Regions from separate parts of the Zea mays genome. Here regions 1 and 3 are each linked to region 2. The links are chromatin contacts, called in public Hi-C maps. All regions are on one chromosome and are shown on one strand. Each heading gives the region's core, a stretch centred on a gene start, on an enhancer-like site or on the middle of the called end of the contact. The rest is flanking DNA. Distances are from core to core; before and after follow the strand shown. Region 1 holds the start of LOC103638222 (3-ketoacyl-CoA synthase 5). Region 2 has its middle 42 kb from the start of LOC100274657. Region 3 holds the start of LOC100381508.

Region 1 (3,378 bases), core at 731-3,230, 200 kb before region 2:
CAGTTGTCAGGTCACTGCACACTGTGATTACCTGTGCCGTGCAAGCTCCCGTACCGTAACAGTTTCCACCTCTGGTCGCCATGCCATGCTTACATGAACTGGCTGCCCGGCAGTCGGCAGTGATGACAGCTCACAACACCAACCTTCCCCGTCTTCATTATCTAAGCAAAAGGGGTGAGAAGAATAGGGTCGCATCTTCTGTATTGCGACAACAATCCTTTCCACTAGCTCGAAAAAAAATCGAGCTCAAACCCTAGCTCTACCCCGGCGGCGGCGAAGACGATGCCAGCACCTCAAAGCCCGCCTCCGCGTTCCTCCTTCCCTCCCCTCTTGTCCCAATCTTGTCCTTGGCGTCATGTCGATTCGGGCTTCTATGAGCACTGTTCGTCCAGTCTCCGCGGGTGTAGTTCCCCTCTGGCAGAGTCGTGGGCGTGGCTGGCACTGCCGTCATGAGTGTCTCTAGCAGCAGGCGTCATCGATCCCACCGCTCGCTGGTGCTGCTTCCGGTTGACGGTTGACGCAGTCACCGCCGGCTCAGCCCCCGCTAGCGCTGCTCTTCATCGGCAGTTGACACGGGGGCTGGCTACCTCAGGGTCCGCTCCCCTTCATCATCGTCGACCTCTTCTGGCACTTTGTGCATCGACAGATCTAGGGGGGCACGCCTTCGGATCTTGTGCCCTCGCGTTTCGACGCGATGGTTTAGGCCGTTCGTTTAGCTATCGGTTGGCAGTCGGCTGCCATCGTCGTCTTGCGGAGGTCCGCACTGTGGCTTTCGTCAAGTGACTGTATCTCCTCCTCGCAACGACGTCTTCATAGCCAGTGTTGTTCATACATACTTTGTGACTTGTATCATCTTAGAATCGATCGACGAATTCGCTTACTTAGATGACGCGTCATCTTTAGATGGATCCTACGGATTGATTTTGTGTGCCAATTGGCGTGTTCGCGAATAAGTCATCGTAGATGTGCTTATCTATGGGGTGTTGTGTCTGTCATAGAGTTTGTGGTCATTATTATAGGCTAAGACTGAGTGGTATGCCATCACGAGCTCGGTTTGGGGGTGGTGGTGGAATTTTGGATCTCCGATATGGTAGTACTGTGTTTATTGTTTCTTTGATTTCAGGGAGAAATATCTAGGTCTGATCTTAGTTGGTTGTACCTGGCAACGGTCTCGCTGGAGCCATTGTTTGAAATTCAAGGAGTTGTTTTCTATGGTGGAAACTTTGGTTCTGGCCTTAACTTATTGGCTCATACAACAGCGGTGCGTGAGCGTATCGTATTCTCTTTGGAGATGTTGTTGTTGGAGAGCCTTCACGGGATCTAAGTGTTGCTTTGTTAGGGGTTGGTTCTGAAGTCTAAGTTGTGTGGCGTCGGTTATTGTCACTGTGACATGATAACTATTGGTATGTCTTTTTTTTATTTTTCGTGGCTGTGTACACCCTATTTGTGTAGAGGCCGTAAGACTTCTTAGTGTAATTGTATCACTCGATGTAATTGGCTAAGATTAATAAAGCTTCCTTTTAAAGAACAAATGGGTAAGACTTCTTAGTGTAATTGTATCACTCGATGTAATTGGCTAAGATTAATAAAGCTTCCTTTTAAAGAACAAATGGGTGAAAGGAACTGTCCCTCATACACATACGGAAAATTAAAAAAAAAAACTAAAACACAACGCTCGCGCGAACTTGGCGGCGAACGAGATTCAGTTAATTCCTAATTGAAGTCCTTTCGAGTAATAGGCTGCTTCGCACCAGCTTTATCTATCAAGTTTCAAGTAGTGATGTGCCTGTCTACTGCGAGTTGCGAGGTAGTCTGCTCGCGTGTGACTTAAGGAAAGAGACCGTCCTGGTCCTGCGCCGCCGCGGCTTTAAAACAATCTCACCTCGGTGCTCCCTGTCCGAATCGACACCACTCGCACAAGCGTGCCCACAAGAGTGTCTGTGCATCGCAGAAAGAGAGAGAAGAAAAAAAGGGGCAGCATGAACTCGCCACCTCCGCTGGCCAGGGGCCTCATGGCCGTGTACCGCCGGGTCGTGGACAACATCCTCGCCGTCGTGGCGGTGCCGGTCGCCGCGGCCGCGCTGGTCGCCGCGGCGCGGTTCGGGCCGCCGGAGGAACTGGCCGGCCGGCTCGGTGAGGTGCGACCCGCGCACCTCTTCCTCGCCGCGTTCGTCCCGGCCGCGGCTGCCACGGTGTACCTCATGCTGCGGCCGCGGGCGGTGTACCTGGTGGACTACGCCTGCTTCCGCACGGCGTCCAACTGCCGCGTCCCCTTCTCCACCTTCCTGGAGCACGCGAAGCAGGTGCCTGTTGGAACCGGACCGCCGACACACGGCGTGTCCGTTGGGGCCGCCCGCACACACGGCGCGCCCACCCAGGCTGTCGGGCCGCGACACACGCGCCCGCACGTATAGCAGCGGGCTTTTAGGTCTCTTGGGCCAAAACTCCCCAAAAAGCTAGCCTGTCAGGGGTTGCACCCTCAACCTTATAAACCATGCTATCACACTCTCACCACACAATGTGGGACTATTCCCAACAATCTCCCCCTCACACATTGTGAGCCGAAATTTATCTGAGAATGCACTGGGCCAACCTGCCTCTGATACCAATTGTTGGAACCGGACCGCCGACACACGGCGTGTCCGTTGGGGCCGCCCGCACACACGGCGCGCCCACCCAGGCTGTCGGGCCGCGACACACGCGCCCGCACGTATAGCAGCGGGCTTTTAGGTCTCTTGGGCCAAAACTCCCCCAAAAAGCTAGCCTGTCAGGGGTTGCACCCTCAACCTTATAAACCATGCTATCACACTCTCACCACACAATGTGGGACTATTCCCAACAGTGCCGGTGCTCAACGAGCGCAGCATCCGGTTCATGACCAAGCTGCTGGAGCGCTCGGGGCTCGGGGAGGAGACGTGCCTGCCCCCCGCGCACCACTACATCCCGCCCTACAAGTACTGCACCATCGACGCGGCGCGCGGCGAGGTGGACCTCGTCGTCTTCTCGACGCTCGACGACCTGTTCGCCAAGACGGGCGTCAGCCCCGGCGCCATCGACATCGTCGTCGCCAACTGCAGCCTCTTCTGCCCCACGCCGTCCTTGGTCGACATGATCATAAACAGGTACGGGCTGCGCAGCGACGTCCGCAGCGTGCACCTCTCCGGCATGGGGTGCAGCGCCGGGCTCATCTCCGTGGGGCTCGCCAGGAACCTCCTCCAGGTCGCTCCGGAAGGCACGCACGCGCTGGTCGTCTCCACGGAGACCATCACGCCCAACTACTACGTCGGCAGCGAGCGTGCCATGCTCCTTCCCAACTGCCTCTTCCGCATAGGCGGCGCCGCGGCGTTGCTGTCCAACTCCCCGGCCAAGGCCAGGTTC
Region 2 (3,285 bases), core at 621-3,120:
CTTGTGTCTTGCATGGATGGAAAGGTTTGTTGTATAATATTTCGAAACTATTCTTCAAAGCACCGAAGGCCCTCTCTATTGTCACCCTTAGTGATGAATGTCTAAGGTTGAAGAGCTCTTTTTGGTTCTGTGGGTTCCTCCCCCCATATTCACTTAAGTGGTACCGTGTGGCACGTTAAGGGGGTAAAAACCTAGGTCTGCTAGCATAAGCATCATCTACAAGGTAAAATTTACCTAACATCATAGATCATATATTAGGGAATACTAAGGAAAATGCGCATTGTGTAGACCAATACTATTTTTTACCTTGGGGCACTTTTATACCATCTTCTCTCTCAAGGGCAACAGCTAGGATAAGGCATCATATGTTGATCCCTCCATGCCAGCAAGAACATATGTAAACCTTAGATCAAAGTCTACAACAACTAAGATGTTCTCTGTTGTGTTGTGTTTCCTACCAAGGAAGGCATCCCTTTGATATCTAAGAACTCTTGTTAACACATGAGTGCCATCAATGGCACCAATACAGTCCTACATATTAGGGCAAACATTTGTTACTACAAACCCAACATGAAAAGAAGTGATGTGTTTGGATTTGGCTGACCTTGAAATAGGGGTACCATTTGTGGCTATCTCTAATTTTGGTTGGTGTAGCAGTTGAAGGTGGCAAGATCATTTCATTCCTCAGTTCACCAACAACATACAATACTTTCCCCGAAGTATCTACTGATGGTCTCAATAGACCTTCGAAAGGTCATGTGTATAACTCTAAACCTTTGGTTATGACCTACCACATGTAAAAACATGGCAACCTGCCCTTTTACTGAGCTATGAACACTATATCTCAATAGTTGCTTAGTGAGAAAAAGTTCACACAACTGCATAAATTTGATTAGCGACATGATTTCATCAGATTTATCGGTGAACCATGCCGATGCGGCAGCTCGCTAGCGTGGACGAGTAAAGACCCTCGTGGCCCACCAAGATGCGTCGATAATCCCCTTGCTGATCCCACCGGCTTTAAAAACTAGCCATTCCTTCTCCTTCCTCTCCCGCTCAGAAGATCACACTCGCTTTTAGCAGCTGAGTGTTGAGCTCACTCTCACAGTCTCACGCACACTCCACAGTGCCATTCGTCTCGTTCGAGCACGCACGCGCTCGCGCCAGCAGGTCCGACGACAGCAAACAGAATGAGCTTGTGGCCAGCTCATCAGCTGAGGCAGCTACAGGATGCGGCCGTGATCAGCCCCATCGCCATCGACATCGTGTGGTGGTCAAATGCAGCATGTTCGCGCTCATCCCGTCCTTCACGGACATGATCATCAACAGGTACGGGATGCGGCCGGACATCAGCAACGCGCACCTGTCCGGGACGGGATGGGATGGGATGCGACTCGCGGTCCTCTAGATCGTGTACCCTTCTCTCTTTTTTAAAAAACTTTTTTCTAAATTTTTTTAGGCTAGTTTGGGAACTCTACTTTTCAAAGGATTCCTATTTTATAAGGGAAAATGAACTAATTTTAATTAAGAAAAGAATAATCCCTTGAAAAAAATAGGGTTACCAAACTAGAACTAATAAATAACTTTTGCCCGTTTAAAAAAAGGAAAAATGTACAGCGAGTTGGATCGATTACATGCATTGCTAGCAAAATGTACTGTGACAAGTGAAGTTACTGTTACTACTGCCCATGGCAAAGATGGATGGGCACGTACGATGCTGCATTGCATTGCATTGCACTTGCACTTGCACTTGCCTCGCTCGATGCGGCTCTGGCCGCGTGCGCCCTCTGCGCCGGCCAGCCTCAGGGCGTCCGTTTTCAATTCTTGCCGTGCCGGGCGTGTGCTGCTTCTGCTGTTCGGTCGAGTCCGGCCGGCGCCCATTTATCGCGACCCTGCCGCTGGCAGCGCCACGAGCCCACGACCAAGGATGGCGGCCAGTAGCTGGATCCGTGCGCGTTATTTTTATACAAATGTGTCGGAGCATGGCAAGGGCCAGATGTTCGGCCGGGCCGTGACGGGCCGCCATGAATGCACGTGGAATCTTTGACCGGGCTTGCCACCGCTAACCGCTCGCTAGGCCAGTCAAAATGTAGTTTTATAGAAGTTTTATTCACATTAAAATAATGTATCATGTCAGCAATTTAGATAACATGACAAGCCATTGATAAAAAAATATGAAATAGGCTCTCGCATGTTACCTATACAAATAGTGCTGAATAAAACTCTTCACCATGAGAGACAACTTTAATCAATATTTCATTTTTCTTTTCTGATTATGTGGTATATTTTAAACACAAATATGAAATCTATCATGGTCTTACATACTATACTTTGAGCCCTTTTTTTCTTAAAAGCTTTTTCTGAGAATCTGAATTACTGGATAATCTAGCTGTTACAAGAATTTAAATATCGTGGGGCTTACGTGCGGAATAAGATTAAAAGGTCTACACGATTTAGTGTTTAGAAAGCGATGGATTTCTTCCGTCATGACGACTCGACATATTCTACATTCACATTCATTTAGACTGTTTTTACAAAAACGATTCTCACAGAAACAGACTGATAAACGAAACGTTTAGCTTGCACAAGTCGATTCTAACGGTCATAAACCCAAATAAAACAGGCCAGGCTGCCGCCCACGGCTGTGCACGCTAGTATTGAGCCCAGGTGTCTAACCTAGAATGTGTGCTATTATGTTGTATCAGTGGCGTAACTAGGGGTATGCTAGGTATGCCCTACATACTCCACGTGTCCAGCATATATGCTGTATATATACGAATATATTTATAAAAAAATAAAAAAATTATCTAAAAATGGCAACATAGAAAGAATATTGTGCTAATTATCTTGTAGCTTGTAATTTTTTGTGTTCAAGGCTATGACCTTAAGACTTATCAACGAAGTCTCGAGGTGGGTTGTTGAACGGACAATACAATCATAAAATCAACAATCCAGCATTTGATCGCTTAAATTTTTTGACAAGCACGACTCGTGAAATGCCACTGAATACTAGACTGCTTGGTGTAGGATTAAGTCAAGATAATTGTGTATTTAGAAGGTCCAACTAAAAAAATTAGATAATCCCTTTTCATACCTACACTACATTTTATAAACTATCGTTATAGCTTTTCATCTATTTTATACTCCATACATCCCAAAAATATAATTTGTTTTAGACTTAATATACATTCATTAATTAATCTATGAATGTAGTTTGCGTGTATGTCTATATTTATTATCATCTATTCGAATGTGGATGTAAAAAGGGCTAGAAAGAACTTTATT
Region 3 (3,440 bases), core at 832-3,331, 190 kb after region 2:
CTGCACAAACGACCATAAAAAATAATCAAAGTCATCTGTAAGAAAGAAGCGATCTATGCAAGGCAACGACCGACCAAATCATCTAGAGAAGTGGCATAAGTAATGTCGCCTGCTCATCAATCTCTAGGGATGTTGTGGTACTTTCCACACGTCGACCCATCGCCGATGTTTTATCCTACTCAAGTGTGGTAAGGTGTGGCGATGAATCCGTATTATATGCATAGTTCATCTGATTATTCGAGCTATGAGCACCACAATTTTGTACTTTTGATAAATTGATTAGATAGTCATGGCCGAAGAAGATGCATCCAAACGACCTTTATGCATTGGAGTACTGTTAAATGACTATGCTATTTGAATTAAAGGATAGAGTCGATGACTTGCATCGAGCTATGTTCTTATTTCTGGAGCAAGACGACTTGTAAAAATTTGTCGTTTCTTGAAAGACACTGGTGGTACAAGTGCTTTTGGTTCGTGATCTCCACCAAAATGTAGGGGCTTGTGTTGGACACCTAATTTGGTAACAGTGGTACTACACAAACGACTGCTATAGTAGTACGGACAGTCTGCGCTTCAGATGGTCCAACATGCTACCTCAGATAGTCTGGGATTAGATCAGTTTAGGTCAGAGTCCTGATTTCTCACGGGATTCTCCGAACATCTCACGAGATTTTGTTGGACTTCGCTTAGGAAAGAGTCAAGATATCCCTTTATAAATATGAAGAGGTATGACCGGTTGAGACACACACAATCCAATCGAACCAATCTATTTCCCTTTATTTTAGTCATTTACCTTTTTATTTTTCAACTTTAGATATATTCCAACCCCTTCTCCCTCTCTTATGTTCTACATTGACTTGATGAGTTCTAGGTGGCCTATCGATACTAGAACAACCCTAAAGTCCATTCTCCCTGACGGGGTCCCTCCCGGGAGGTTAGATCTATGTTTACCCGTGAGCTCTCTACTCGTTGCGGATGGTCCTGTGACCTACCGCAGACGGTCTGCCAACCCACAAAGCCGACCCAAGGTTCTGCAATAGGTCATATGGTTCGTTAGTATTTGTCCCCAAAAGGCGCAAACATATCTTTTGGTGACCTACCTTAGTAGACGTTCTGTCAACCCGTAGAGCCGATCCTAAGGTCTTGCACACCGTGCACATGTTGTAGGGTTCGTTAGTATTGGGCTAAAAAGACGCAACAATATAGTATTGTTCATGTTTAGTTTAGAATGTTTATATTGGCTAGATTATCCATTAATTCTAATCCTAACCGGTGAGTACGTATTTTGGCATATTAGCATGTTTGGATTTTGCATACACCAATTTATCAAGTTGTGGTATTTACTTGAACAGTTTATAAGTCGTTGGATCAATTTGTAGTCACCTGTTAAGTTATGGTACGATGGACATAATTTGCTCTAATTTTTTAACTATGTTGTTTACTTTTTATAGAGGAAAACACATAATTTCTATTTAATAGTACGGTGTTTGTGCGTTGCGACGACATATAAGAACAAAAATTACACTTTATTTTAGCTAACAAGCCTAGAAAAATATGAGTTGAAAAAGAACCTGACCCTTAGCCTGTTCGGTTGCTCGCTCATCTTTACCTAACGAGATGATACTACGAGGAGCATTGCGCTGCGTGCGACGACTTCTGTCGTGTTGGGTTTGTGGGGTTCTCACGACCTATTTGTTCAGTAACGGCCCCACTAATAGGGGCTTGAGTGGTTTTAACGATCTATCTATAGGGTAACAACCCACTGATAGAGAAGAAGAATAGACCTACACGCTTTGCGCATGTTGCAGAACAACTATCGAAACTGACGTTTTATAGCAGTAGAGATAGAGAAGAGAGAGAAGAGAAACATATTTATTGCGAGTGAGAAGCTGACCAGGTGATTAGTTGTAGCCCAGCACGAGCCCATAACAAAACCACTTTCCCAGCCCATAACGACCACTGCGTGACCGCGTACACCGGTCCCACTGTGCAGTGTGATGGCATCGCGCACGTTCCGCTCCAATGTTTTCAGCGATTTCATCCCGTTCCCTCTCCACGATTCAAAAATTTCCCCTTTCCCACTCCCAAAACCCACTCCGCCTCCTCCGTGTACGGTGTACCCCATGGCGCCCGCCGCGGCCGTCATCGGCGCTGGAGATTCCGATCGTCTCGCGCGCGAGGTGGCGCGGGTGCTGGACGAGTGCCGCGCATCCCACGCCGTGCAACCGCGTAAGCTGCGGGAGCTCGCGGCCCTCCGCTCCTCTTCAGGAGGCGGCGGCCGCCTCTTCATCGCAGCCTTCCACGTCGCTGTCACGCCGCTCTTCGCCCTCGCCCGCCGATCCGCTGAATCTGACCGCGTCGCCCGCTTCATCTCTGCCTTCGCGTCCGCTTCCGCATCATCGGCCGACGATGGTGGGAACGGGTTCCTCGAGGAGTTCCTTCGGTTCCTCGTCACCGCGTCCAAGGCCGCGCACCGTCCCGCGCGATTCCGCGCATGCCAAATCATCTCTGAGGTGACCTAAGAAAAACACTGGAAACGTTGCCTCCATTTTAGTGAAAAACTAGTTTCCCTTAGTCAGCACGCTATAGAGGTGTTTATAGATGTTAAATGTATGTTGTGTTTAATTGTGTTCTTTTTCTACTGAGCTTAGGTTCAGCTCTCTTGTGCAAATATGCTTCAATAAAGCACTTGTCCGGATGTTGCCCTTGTAACAAGTTGCCTGATTTATTTAGTCATCATCAGTCATATTTTGTTCTAGTTGCGCCGAAGTGTTATGGCAAGTCCTTCATTTGCATATTGTTGACCCCTTCGACTCAGATTGCATTTGCAATTCTGCTTGCAGATTATAATGCGGCTGCCAGATGATGCTGAGGTGAGCGATGAGATTTGGGATGAAGTAATTGATGGCATGAAGGTCCGGGTTCAAGATAAGAATGCTGCAATTCGCACTTATGCTGTGCGAGCATTGTCCCGTTTTGCAGTTGAAGGAGAGGATGGTGGCATTGTTGACCTATTCCTCGAGACCCTAGACAATGAGCCGAATGCTGTATGTGATATCGTTCTTAATAGCTTACTAGTATTCGACGTGTTCATCTCTCTGTATCTAATTGTGGCCTTGTTTCATTTTTGAAGGAGGTTCGGAAGACAATAGTTTTTTCTCTTCCACCATCAAATAATACACTAGAGAGCGTAGTTGAATCAATGCTTGACATTAGTGAATCAGTTAGACGAGCAGCATATTCTGTGCTTGCAACTAAATTTCCCCTGCAGACTCTTAGGTGAGTAATCACATACATTGGAATTAGAACAGACCAATGCACGTGCATGAAAAGCACAAAACTTACTGTATCAGTGAATTTTTATTCTTTGTTTTGTTTTGGTTTCAGCATTAAGCAAAGGACTACTGTCCTTCACAGGGGCCTATCTGATAGGTCTGCTT

What was found. A called contact is a pair of places that touch in the nucleus more often than the background predicts.
Region 1: a contact with region 2 is called in a Hi-C map of ear, with 5 times the contacts expected there. The contact joins the promoter of LOC103638222 here to the enhancer-like site in region 2. A contact is called at or near these places in 2 of 25 Hi-C or Micro-C datasets (ear and tassel).
Region 3: a contact with region 2 is called in a Hi-C map of leaf, with 9 times the contacts expected there. The contact joins the promoter of LOC100381508 here to the enhancer-like site in region 2. A contact is called at or near these places in 5 of 25 Hi-C or Micro-C datasets (bundle sheath, ear, endosperm and 2 more) and 1 of 3 datasets of contacts at active chromatin or transcription factors (leaf).

The regions. Positions count from the first base shown.
Region 1 is chr9:33,586,424-33,589,801 of Zm-B73-REFERENCE-NAM-5.0, reverse strand. It overlaps LOC103638222 (3-ketoacyl-CoA synthase 5), which reads left to right and starts at 1,980. Exons shown (of 2, transcript XM_020544094.2): 1 at 1,980-2,311; 2 at 2,847-3,378. The coding sequence starts at 1,980.
Region 2 is chr9:33,391,381-33,394,665 of Zm-B73-REFERENCE-NAM-5.0, reverse strand. No RefSeq gene overlaps it. Among protein-coding and RNA genes, the nearest start is that of LOC100274657, 42 kb to the right of the region's middle. Within about 2 kb of position 1,870, at least 15 of the 20 cell types and tissues checked have an H3K27ac peak or open chromatin away from gene starts, as enhancers often do. A contact at or near this core is called in bundle sheath, ear, leaf and 1 more, where this site is marked.
Region 3 is chr9:33,202,733-33,206,172 of Zm-B73-REFERENCE-NAM-5.0, reverse strand. LOC100381508 reads left to right here and starts at 2,081. Exons shown (of 12, transcript NM_001361435.1): 1 at 2,081-2,513; 2 at 2,844-3,047; 3 at 3,134-3,279; 4 at 3,388-3,440. The coding sequence starts at 2,124.